Linked DNA regions of Mus musculus: region 1 is linked to region 2. The links are chromatin contacts, called in public HiChIP or PLAC-seq maps. All regions are on one chromosome and are shown on one strand. Each heading gives the region's core, a stretch centred on a gene start, on an enhancer-like site or on the middle of the called end of the contact. The rest is flanking DNA. Distances are from core to core; before and after follow the strand shown. Region 1 overlaps Gm26564 (a long non-coding RNA gene). Region 2 holds the start of Dse (dermatan sulfate epimerase).

What was found. HiChIP or PLAC-seq counts read pairs in DNA pulled down with a chosen protein or histone mark.
Region 1: a contact with region 2 is called in an H3K4me3 HiChIP or PLAC-seq map of bone marrow-derived macrophages, with 2.4 times the contacts expected there. The contact joins the enhancer-like site here to the promoter of Dse in region 2. A contact is called at or near these places in 5 of 39 promoter capture datasets (frontonasal cranial neural crest, hippocampal neurons, liver and 2 more), 1 of 15 datasets of contacts at CTCF or cohesin (the NIH/3T3 cell line), 36 of 484 Hi-C or Micro-C datasets (the C2C12 cell line, CD8 T cells, LSK cells and 24 more), 19 of 115 datasets of contacts at active chromatin or transcription factors (the NIH/3T3 cell line, astrocytes, bone marrow-derived dendritic cells and 8 more) and 3 of 9 other capture datasets (adipose tissue, embryonic stem cells and liver).

What each region holds. Positions count from the first base shown.
Region 1 is chr10:34,264,326-34,269,732 of GRCm38.p6, reverse strand. All of the region lies in intron 1 of Gm26564 (a long non-coding RNA gene), which reads left to right. Among named protein-coding and RNA genes, the nearest start is that of Tspyl1, 15 kb to the left of the region's middle. Within about 2 kb of position 1,867, at least 10 of the 459 cell types and tissues checked have an H3K27ac peak or open chromatin away from gene starts, as enhancers often do. A contact at or near this core is called in adipose tissue, bone marrow-derived macrophages, peritoneal macrophages and 1 more, where this site is marked.
Region 2 is chr10:34,205,489-34,211,014 of GRCm38.p6, reverse strand. It overlaps Dse (dermatan sulfate epimerase), which reads left to right and starts at 3,780. Exons shown (of 6, transcript NM_172508.3): 1 at 3,780-3,935.

The DNA.
Region 1 (5,407 bases), core at 618-3,117, 61 kb before region 2:
AGTTAATGCCCTAAACTAGCACTCTCTTTGCCACATATGAAAATGGTAAAAAGGTGACTGAATGGTTTCTCCACTGACATAATAAATCAAACTGAGTCTAATTTGTAGTAAAAAGGCAGATTTATTGGGGCAGCTTTCAAGCAGGTTCACAGACTTCACAGGAAGTGAAGGGTCACTGAAGTCACAAGGCTGGGTTGGGTTAGGGCCTTATTAAAGGGTATTGTGATGTGGTGATGAGGTTTTGGGGTTATAGCCTAACTTGGTGAGTTTAGGGTTCTGTAGGTAGGTCTTAGGTCCAATGGTCACTTTAAAATCTGGAAGTAGTAACTGGCTTTGTCCAGTGTTCTGCATGGGCTTTTGCAATTGTGGGCTTCTAGCCAGTAGAGAAGGGTGGAGAACCTCTTGACCCAGATCATCTTGTCTTTGTCCCCAAACCTTCAGCCTAACAGTGACCATGTGCAAGAAAGAAAATTCAGTAGAAACAAAACTACTGACATCTTGATTGGGCTTCCAATTCCCCAGAACTATAAAAAAAATACATTCTATTTTTAAGTTGCCCAGTTTATGGCATTGGATGTGGACAGCTGTTCAGACTAATCCATAGCACAAAGCAAAATGTTACAGGTCTTCTATTGCTTTGCTAATGGCTCCATCGTTTCTGCTACACAATGGGGGCTAAAGTCATCATCTCCACGCTTTGTCCTCCTCTCCCCAACATGCTGACTGACCAGTGGACTGTCAATCCAAGTTTGCTAAGTAAATGCAGTTGCAGAATCTGTAACCATCTCAGTCATTCACTGATTCTAACGAATGTTTGTGTATGATGGTCTTGTTCTAGCACTTGACACAAAGTGAACCGAAGAAAAGATAACTTTTTCTCTTACCTGCCTGTTCTGTATCTTCAGGGGTGGGTTTCTATGCTTCAAGACTTTCTTAGAAAAGATGCTGACGATGTTAGTTAATAAAAACTTACTCTGAAAAAAAATATACATTCACCTGTACATTGTATGTGGACATGAACTAGAAAACAATGCATGCTGACACCATTAAATCAAATGTATAGCAACATGTTAATAAACTAACAGTAAAATTGGAAGGATAGTTTAATTTGAGTGGAAATCTTGATCTCTGCTTGTTAGTTTTATTTCAGCTTATCTTTTATTGAAAATACTTTTCTACCTAACCTATGTCCCTTCTTGCTTTGGTGCCATATCTCAGGGGATGTTTTACCAAAGGCAAGACTATGTAACCTTTACTCTATAGTAAATGTCATGTATATGAAATCAGAGGGAAAGAAAATACAGATTCCCACTGAAAATTGAAGAACTGCTATATGCATACAAGTTGTTTTTCAAGAACAAACACAACTAAAAGGTATTAGGAAAAGACATTGGTGAATTCTCAGCTATTTGTTAGGAATTTCTGTGAAGTGAAATAGTTTTGTTTGCTTTCTTTTTATTTCATTTTGTCTAGGCCCTGAAACATTAAGTTAGAATTTATGGTTATTGCAAAACACCACTTTGACCTTGCTATTTTCTACTTTGTCTCTAGGGTTTCAATAGTCAATGAGACAGAGGTGGTCAAGATTCAAGGAAAAAAGAAAATGAGTTGTTTCTGATTCTGATTGCTTGACTTCACCAGGCTGTGCTGAGTCTCCGTTGTCTTTTACTTGTTGCATGCAACAACAAAGGGTTAGCAGTAACCTGTATGTCTTATCAGTGGAAGACTCGTAAATATAACACCGAACATGAATATCAGAATAAGATGTAGCTATAAAAACAGCAGAGATCATATTGCACTGTCTCCACAAGAAACTGAAAGTAAGATGTTGCAGGGCAGCACGTGCTCTGACCATCTGTGTTGGTGCCTCAGACCTATGTACAAGCATCTCCTCTGCATGCAGTGTTCTTCCCTCAGAACTCACATGTTCACAGTCTCCTCAACACACCCTTTAACGTGTCTTCTCCATCCCTTCACTTCCCAATCTATTGCCTGGCTTCATACTTTCATTGATTATAATATGATAATCATTTGATATGATTATATCTAAATTATATCCTCATATAGTCACATAGATTAAGTTCTGTATCACGTATAAGAATGGGAACACCACAAGGGTAGGGCACACAACAGTGGCTAGAATACAGAAAATAAGGAAGGAGAATCAAAGTATGTTTCTGGGTTTCCAAACAAGGTTCTTTCACATTCAGAAATGATTGTATCATCACAGTATGCCTTGTCATCAGTAAAATGTCTGCAGAAACACTGGGCCTAATTAAGCAAGGAGGGATGTGGGTTGGGTAAGAATTATTTTCAGTAGAAGATAAGCTGGAGTAAAATTAACAGAGATCAAGATTCCCACTCTAGCTAAACTTTAAACACCTATAGAAAAGGTATTATTCCTAATTTATTAATAACACTAAAAACTAAAACTCTATATAAGCACCTTTGTGTTTTATCTAAAAAGAAATCTTAGTTGGTCAACCAGTGTAACTAGTTGGTAAGTTCCAAGTTTGGTAAGAGATTTTGTCTTAAATAATAAGGTAAAGAGCAATACAAGATATTCTGTCAATTTTTACCCTTCACACATACACACAACTGCACACATACCGGCATCTACACACACACACACACACACACACACACACACACACACACAAACAAACACACAAACTTTACAAGGTACTAACCTCTTTTCAAAGAAGAATAATGTAAATCAAGCAGGTATTGTGGATGGTTCTAGATTCAATCACAAGTTTTTTTCTATCTTTCTTTTAAAAAGATTTTTTGAAGTACTAAAATTTAGTGCCTTAGGTGTTTGGAGGTGGAGTTGTTAAAGATATAACTAGTTAAGATGACATGACACTGAAACTTGGGAAGTCCCTAGTAGATAATAATTTATATGATCTATGTCTCTATAAGAACCATGTGAATATGGAGGCAGATTTCTGAGTTACACTGCCTGAGGTCAGGGAAGCCTTGCCTTCCCAGAATGTGGAGTAGTTGAGGGATCATTCCTGGAGGCATTAGAAAGGATGGGCTTGCCAGCTCCTTGATTCATAACTTCTATCCTACAGACCTGGGAAGCAATAACAACCTAATACACAACCCAGGACTTTTACAACCTAGTTTCAGGGAAGTGAAAACAAACAGACATAGGCCATGATAGTATACTCTAACTGGGTTTACAGAAAATTGGGTAAATTTAAGTTGAACTTTGTTATGATGTTATTGATTAGAAATATTAGCAGCTCTAAATGTTTTGAATATCCCTTCAAGATGAGATAGAGAAACTCACCCGTAAACAGAATCATAAACAGGATCTGATATAGATCCTTTGTTTACATTTTTTCATGGAAAAAAATCTATCTTTGATGGGCTATCTTTTCCTGGAAACATCATTTCCTGGTTTATACATAATCAAAGATTTATTTGTTGCTTTTAGCTCATGATCATGCATGTTATTACAGTCAGTTATTGCATCTACCATAACGTAACAAGGGATCTAGGAACCATCCTAATTATGATGCTAATATTTCCTGAATCACAGAAAACTCATCGAGCTTGCTTGTTTGCGGTGTCCTCTGTTTTGTTTTGTTTTGTTTGTTTGTTTAAGAATCTTGGCATTGCTTTGATTTTTCTTTCCTGTTTTCTTTCCTATTTGTCTTTCTCACTCCACCCCCACCCCAAGCCCCTTTGCCCAAGAATTCTCCCACTGAGCTAAATCCTAACTCCTAATCCTCAAATTTTCCTCTTAATTAATTGGGGATTTGTAAACTAGGAGGTCATGGGAACAAATTTGAACTTGGTCAGATTATATGTGTTTTAACCTTATGGTTGCTTATAACACAAACAATTAGCCATTCTGATAAAGGTCTAGAAGAATAATGTGGACATCTTTAGGACTTTGGCTGAACTGTCTTCAGCTATTACTCTCTTGACTTTTGATAAGTTTTATGAGATCCATCATACTCTTTTTTTTATTAGATATTTTCTTTATTTACATTTCAAATGCTATCCCAAAAGTTCCCTGTACCCTCCCCCCGCCCTATCCCTCTACCCACCCACTCCCACTTCTTGGCCCTGGCGTTCCCCTGTACTGAGGCATATAAAGTTTGCAAGACCAAGGGGCCTCCCTTCCCAATGATGGCTGACTAGACCACCATCATACTCTTAAAAGACTTTAAAATCCATCTCTGACCTAAGTGTGGTTGGCTTTTCATTTTTATAAGACAGTGTTATTTTGCTTAAGGAAAAAAATATGAGTGGTCCCCTTATTAGGGCCTTGCTTGGGCTAATCAAGCACTATACATTTCAGGCCATTGTGCAAACATGTAACAACTACTTCTGACAGTGTCTTCCTGTGTTTCCCAGGCTGTCCTCAAACTTCTGGGCTCAGATGGTCATCCCATTCGACTTCCCAAAAAGCTAAGAACACAGAGTTAAGACACCATATACAGGGCTGGTGAGATGGCTCAGTGGGCAAGAGCACCCGACTGCTCTTCTGAAGGTCCGAAGTTCAAATCCCAGCAACCACATGGTGGCTCACAACCATCCGTAACTAAATCTGACTCCCTCTTCTGGAGTGTCTGAAGACAGCTATAGTGTATATAGTGTATTATTTATTATTATACAATAAATAAATCTTTTTTAAAAAAAGACACCATATATAGTGATTATATATTGTATCAAACTGTATAAAACTTACAGAATTATTTCATACTTTCTAGGCCATTGCTTATCTACTATTATATAAATAGAGACCAGTTATTATATGAAGGCTATTATATAAAAATGATTACAAAGTACACTGAAACTACAGGCAAGATCAGTTTGTGTATTGCTTTATCTGATCTATTCCCTCAGGAATGTTAAGTAAAAATTTATTTAAAATATTTGTTTCTGGGTTGGTGAGATGGCTCAGTGGTTAAGAGCCCTGACTGCTCTTCCAAAGGTCCTGAGTTCAAATTCCAGCAACCACATGGTGGCTCAAAACCATCCATATTGAGAACTGATGCCCTCTTCTGGTATGTCTAAAGAGAGCTACAGTGTACTTACATATAATAATAAATAAATCTTTGGGCTGGAGCTAGCAGGACCAGGGAAAGCAGAGGTCCTGAGTTCAGTTCCCAGCAACCACATGATGGCTCACAACCATCTGTATAGCTACAGTGTACATATATATACAATTTGCAAATTGACCTCTATTATATATATATATATATATATGTATATATATATATATATATATATAAAATCTTTTTAAAAATTTTATTAGATATTTTCTTTATTTACATTTCAAATGTTATACCCTTTCCTAGTTTCCCCTCCAAAAATCCCCTATCCTCTCCCCCCTCCCCCTGCTCCCCACCCACCCACTCCCATTCCTATTTCTGGCATTCCCCTA
Region 2 (5,526 bases), core at 2,531-5,030:
AACAGTCAAAAGTGATGCTGTCTTGCAAATGACCCAAGGATGAGGTAACACACAGGTTTATTATGATAACACAATTTACAATTACAAATGGAGTAATTTTGACCCGAGGAGGAGACCTGTTGCAAGAATTGAAGCAAAGTCTCTGACCCAGATTGGTCAGTGAAACCCTAGAAGCAGGTTTAAATTTAGTTGAGTGAATTAAACTCAAGATAAGAGTAGAAATCATGGACCTGTAGCTCGTGAGATATTTGTTAGGCATGTATTCATCTAGAGACAAGAATAAAACAAGGACAATGAAAGAATATATCTTAAATTATTTTGTTCAAACACTAGCAAGAAAGGAGTGCCTTTGCTTGATATAAATGGATATCAAGAGAAGAACTATTCTCTTTTCGTATCTTGTCTACAGTGAATGGATTAAACACACACACACACACACACACACACACACACACTGACCTGAGTTAACTGCAAACAGAGAGCAATAAAGAGCTTGTAAGAATCTTACCTATTTCTCTAAGGCTTGTGGAAGCATTTACACTTCAGCAAGTAGTTTATGCTAAGGACATTTAGTTTGAGCCAGCAAAAAGGGCAGTGAATGCAGAAAGGCTAAAGATGGACATGTATAGGTGAAATTAACAAAAATAAGTAAATAAAAGCTTGTTTCTAAACCCAAGACCAGAAACCTCACAGAAGTAGTGAAAGATGAATACATCTGTTACCAAAGTCACATCTGGTCACTTAAAAAAAGGAAGAAACAATTTAGTAGAATTAACAAGAATTCACTAAGTAGTCACTTCCTTTTTTGTCAATGTTGCTACATCAGCAGAGTGGACTTCTGATGGAGGAACTATATGATGAATTTGAAGCTGCATGGGAGAGGACTGGATTACTTTCTGAGACTCTCTCAACTGGGAGGGTCCTTTTCTAACTATCAGGAAGCCATGCCAATGTCCCATGCTTGGTGTCTTTTGACAAGAGAAGTAAACATGCACAGATAATGTGGGTCCTCCCTGACAAAAATCCCCAGCAAGGGGCTGGAGAGATGGCTCAGCAGTTAAGAGCACTGACTGCTCTTCCAGAGGTCCTGAGTTCAATTCCAGGCAACCACATGGTGGCTCACAACCATCTAGAATGAGATCTGATCTTCTCTTCTGGTGTGTCTTAAGCGAGTGACATTGTACTCACATACATAAAATAAATAAATTTTAAACCTTCTGCTTTGGGAAGGAGTGGGACAGGAGGGGGCAGGACCCCCCCCCCAAAAAAAATCCTCAGCAAGAGCATCCAAATTCAGTGTCAGCTGGAAGCAGAAGATTAGCAACTTACATGATGATGAAGGACACAGATCTTCCGTTCAATTGGGTGGTGGAATTAACCATTATGTTAGTAATACAGAACATGCAACAAGCTTAAAGACTAAGCCAAATTTAACACAACAGAACTCAATAGAATAAGATGGAGTGTTGGACACAAATTGTAGTGAATGTAGGTTGAAGAAGGCCTCTGATAAACATTTGCTATGGAAACAACAAACAACAGAAAATGCTCCAAGGATATACTTCTGAACAAAGCAGGTACACAGCTTTCCACTGTGACTTTTAAATGAAACTTTGGATGCAGTTCTAGGGATTTTAAGAAGGACACTGGGCAAGGAAAAAGATAATAGAGATGGATATGTACTCAGACAAACTGAAGCATTCTCCTGCAGAGTCAAGAATAGGCATGTTGGGGCTGGAGAGTGTGGCCAAAAAGGCATACCACTTTTGGATAAGGCCCAAGTTTGGCTCCTAGCACCAATGTTGGTTGGGCAGCTCACAACCACTCTCCATCTAATTCTATGTGATTTAATGTCCCCCTTCTGGTCTCTGTGGAAAGATAGCCATGTGCATGTAATTAAAAATACACATAAATCTTTAAAAAAAAAAAGGCCTATAGAGTCCAGAAAGCAGATGTGTAAATCTGTTGAGAGGTATCATATCATGGGGATCTTTGCAAGTCAGTGTCAGCTATAGCTAGATTTCCAGAGCAGTGACATCAATCAATAGGTAAATGTGGGTACTACTACCTTTAAAAAAAAGACCTTCAGTCTTGTCTGCACATTATGATCAACCACCTGATTCATCAGTCAGGTGTAGGGTTCCATTCCAAAGACTGTATGAACACTCTTTTATGATTCTAAGATATTAGCTGGGAGAGGCCATGACTACAAGACTACTCATTGGGAAGTTCAGTAGGTAAACATCTTGCTTTCTCTCAAGTCATTTTCTGATTTGAGAAGACAAGTGGAAATTAACTCAGAATTATACACTACAGCTAGGCACTGATACAATTCATTCTACTAAAATAAATACCTCAACACAGGGCCTGGCATACAGTAAACTTTTAATAAATATTAGCCATTTGTATCTTTTGTTGCATGGAGTATTATAGTAATTATATGCTATAGATGAGACACAGCCTCTGAAGGTGGCTTAGCTTTCAGTAAACTGAAAAGTAAGGATTTGAATACTGCTTCACAGTACTACTCTGGTTAGAACTTTCTCACCACAGGCCTGTCCAAATATCAGGAAGTTAACGCAAATTAGTGATTTATCTGAGTTAGCATTTAAAAGCCTAACAGTAGTATTTCTTTTCTTTTTTTTCTTTTTTTTTTTTTTAATCCGTGGTGAGGAGCCACTTTTGATTGCAAAATCTGTAACTTTTCCTAATAGTGTGGTTGCCTGGAAGCGCCCTTGGGTCTCCATAGTCTGTCAGAACTCCGAGCAATTGTTAGCAAACAGGGTTGAGTAAAACCGCCCATTCTTACGAACGGGTAAGTGTCTCTCGAAAAGCTGCCTTTTCATAGAATCTAGTAGGTTAATTCTCTTTAACTCTGAGGAAGGAGATCCAACCCTGGACCGGTTAGAGTTTGTATTGGATGGCTACATTTCATTGAAAGAATAAACAAAAGTTGGGTGCATATCTCTCTCACGCGCGCGCGTACACACACAAACACACACACACACACACACACACACACACACACACACACACACACACACACACGAAATAAGATAAAGTTTCCTTTGTGAACTGCAAACTCTAAAGGATCTTCCCCCAATCCTTTATCTTTGCTGATTAAAATCAGTTCAGCTTACAGGGTTCCTTGCGGTAGGATTCCCTGTATTTTGCAACTCCATTCTAGGCGACAACTGCTTCGGATTAGGTGGATTTTCCCCTTTCTCTTTGAGAGTAAAACTGATTCAGGAAAGGGGGGAAGGGAGGGAGGCGTCGGGAGTGTAACTATTTTGGAGCCTGGAGAGGGGGTTGGCCGCTAGCTTTGGTAGTGGGATTCTTTAAATTCTCGGCTTTCCTCTTCCAGCGCTTTAAAAAACGAATCGGCCCCTCCTCCCCCGGCCTCCAGAAATTATCTTTCCTTTGGGTGAGATTCCAGAGTGGAACTTGAAGCTCTTGGGTCAGGAGAAATCAGAGCTGTAGGAACCAAAGCGGCGGGGCGGGGCGGGGCAGGGCAGGGCAGGGTGCTTGGGGTTCTGTGGGGTCCTGTGGTGTCTTGTGGGGTCCGGGCCGCAGCGACCGGAAGGCAGAGCCTCGCGTGGAGCCGTGATCTGGGGCGCCGGAGGAGAGCCCGTGCGGAGGTCCGGATTGGGCTGGGCGGGGGTCCCGCTCTCCCCCTCCCCATCCTCGCCTCCCGGGCTCTGCTGACGTTGCGGCTTCCTCCGCCCCAGGCAGAGCCCTGCCGCGGCCCACCCCCCTCTCTCCGCCGACGGTCTCCGCCCAGTCCGCACGGCGGCTAGAGGCTGCAGCGGCGCACCCCGGGCGCAGCGCCCTGAGCTCGGATGGCTCGGCGCGCAAGCTGAGGGCCCGACTCCAGGGGTCCGGAGTCCCGGCGCCCCACGGGGACGCAGAGAGAGGACGCCCGGGAGGACGGAGCGGTGAGTGATGGGCTGGGTTGGGCGCTGCTCTGGGCCACGCTCCAGGAAGCTACCCTCCTGTGGCTCCATGGGTCTACACTGGACCGGTCCCTACGGACCAGCTTGAGCCACGTCCCCCGCTGCGCGTCGATTTCCCTGTGGACTGAGCATCTCGGGCCAGCTCTGCTGGCTCCGTGATCTCCTACCCGGGTACCCAGCTCAGACAGCAGCACCGAGATCAGGAGCGAATGGCGGGGACTGGACGTGCTCCCGAGTTTCCAGAGGTTTGGAGATAGCACACCCTTGCGTTCCCTTCCTATGCTACACCAGTTATCTAGGGATGGTAGTGGTCGTGTGCTCCCATGCTGGTTGTGCCTGTGCGACCTCCGGACCGCCAACGCCCAGAAAGCTGCTTCTGAGTCACCCCCAGCCACAGGATTCCAGCGCCCCTGCACTCCAACACCCCAGAGTGATTGGGCAACCTCAACCCGAGGCCGCCTGGGCCAATCGGGGGCCCGGCAGGCGGGCTTGACTCGGGCTGGGGAGCACTGTAAGCGATGCCACATGGGCTCAGAATCTGTCGAGGCTGGATCTGAGCTAACTTTGTGAACTGAGAACTTTCTCATCTCTCCTTTGAGGCAACAGCCTCCGTTTAGGCCAGCTGGCATTCATAACCTAATCCTTTGCTTCCAATGCAAGAGGCCGGCCTCTTTCACCTGGAATTCTTTAGGTCAGGAACTGACACGTTGGTTTCTAGAGATTTTCTAGTGGATTCTTGAAAACATTTGGTGTTTATTGCTGCTTAATCAACAATATCTTAAGGAAGGTAGAATCTTCTAGAAATATTTTCATATTCTTTCACATTACAGAATTTTCACTTTTACTAATTGTCTTTTCAGCTTTTACATCTTCTTAATAAATGATAGTACTAGTGAAGTTAAAAAAAAGATTCATTAGTGTCACTTCAAAATTATGTGTCTGTCTGGGAGTATATGCACAGGACTATAGACAGGTGCCTGCAGAGGTCAGAAGAACATTAGATGTGTTAGTATGGTAGCTACACTCTGAGCATCCTAATGTGGGTGCTGGGAAATGAACTCTGGTCCTGGACAAGAGCAGTACCAGTTCTTGACCACTGAGCCATCTCTACCCCTTATGAAACCAAAATTTTGTAGAAGATTTTGGACTATACTACTAGAGAGAACTACAAAATGTAACGTGCATGGGAAAAATAAAACAGGATTACCCTATTATTTGTTCACACATTACTATTTTCCTTTAATCCTGTACAAATGTGGTCTTTTTGGGGGGGGGGTAGTAAATTCTATTCTACTGAAAAGGGAGAAAATTTTGGATTTAACATGTGTTTACTATAGTGACACTCCTTGAGGGCTTAACCAAAAGCATGAGTGTGGGTTACTAGGACAGGGAGTGGGTACACGAGATACAGCCCCTGCTTTCTTGGAGTGTCTTTGGCTGTAGAAAGAGGAATATGAGACTAAGCAATATGGAGGACTTGAATGTCGGCAGAGTCCTTTAGTCATTATCAGAACATGATATCAGTCTTAGTTTCAATAATTATACGAAAACACTGGTCTACAAAGTACATTTT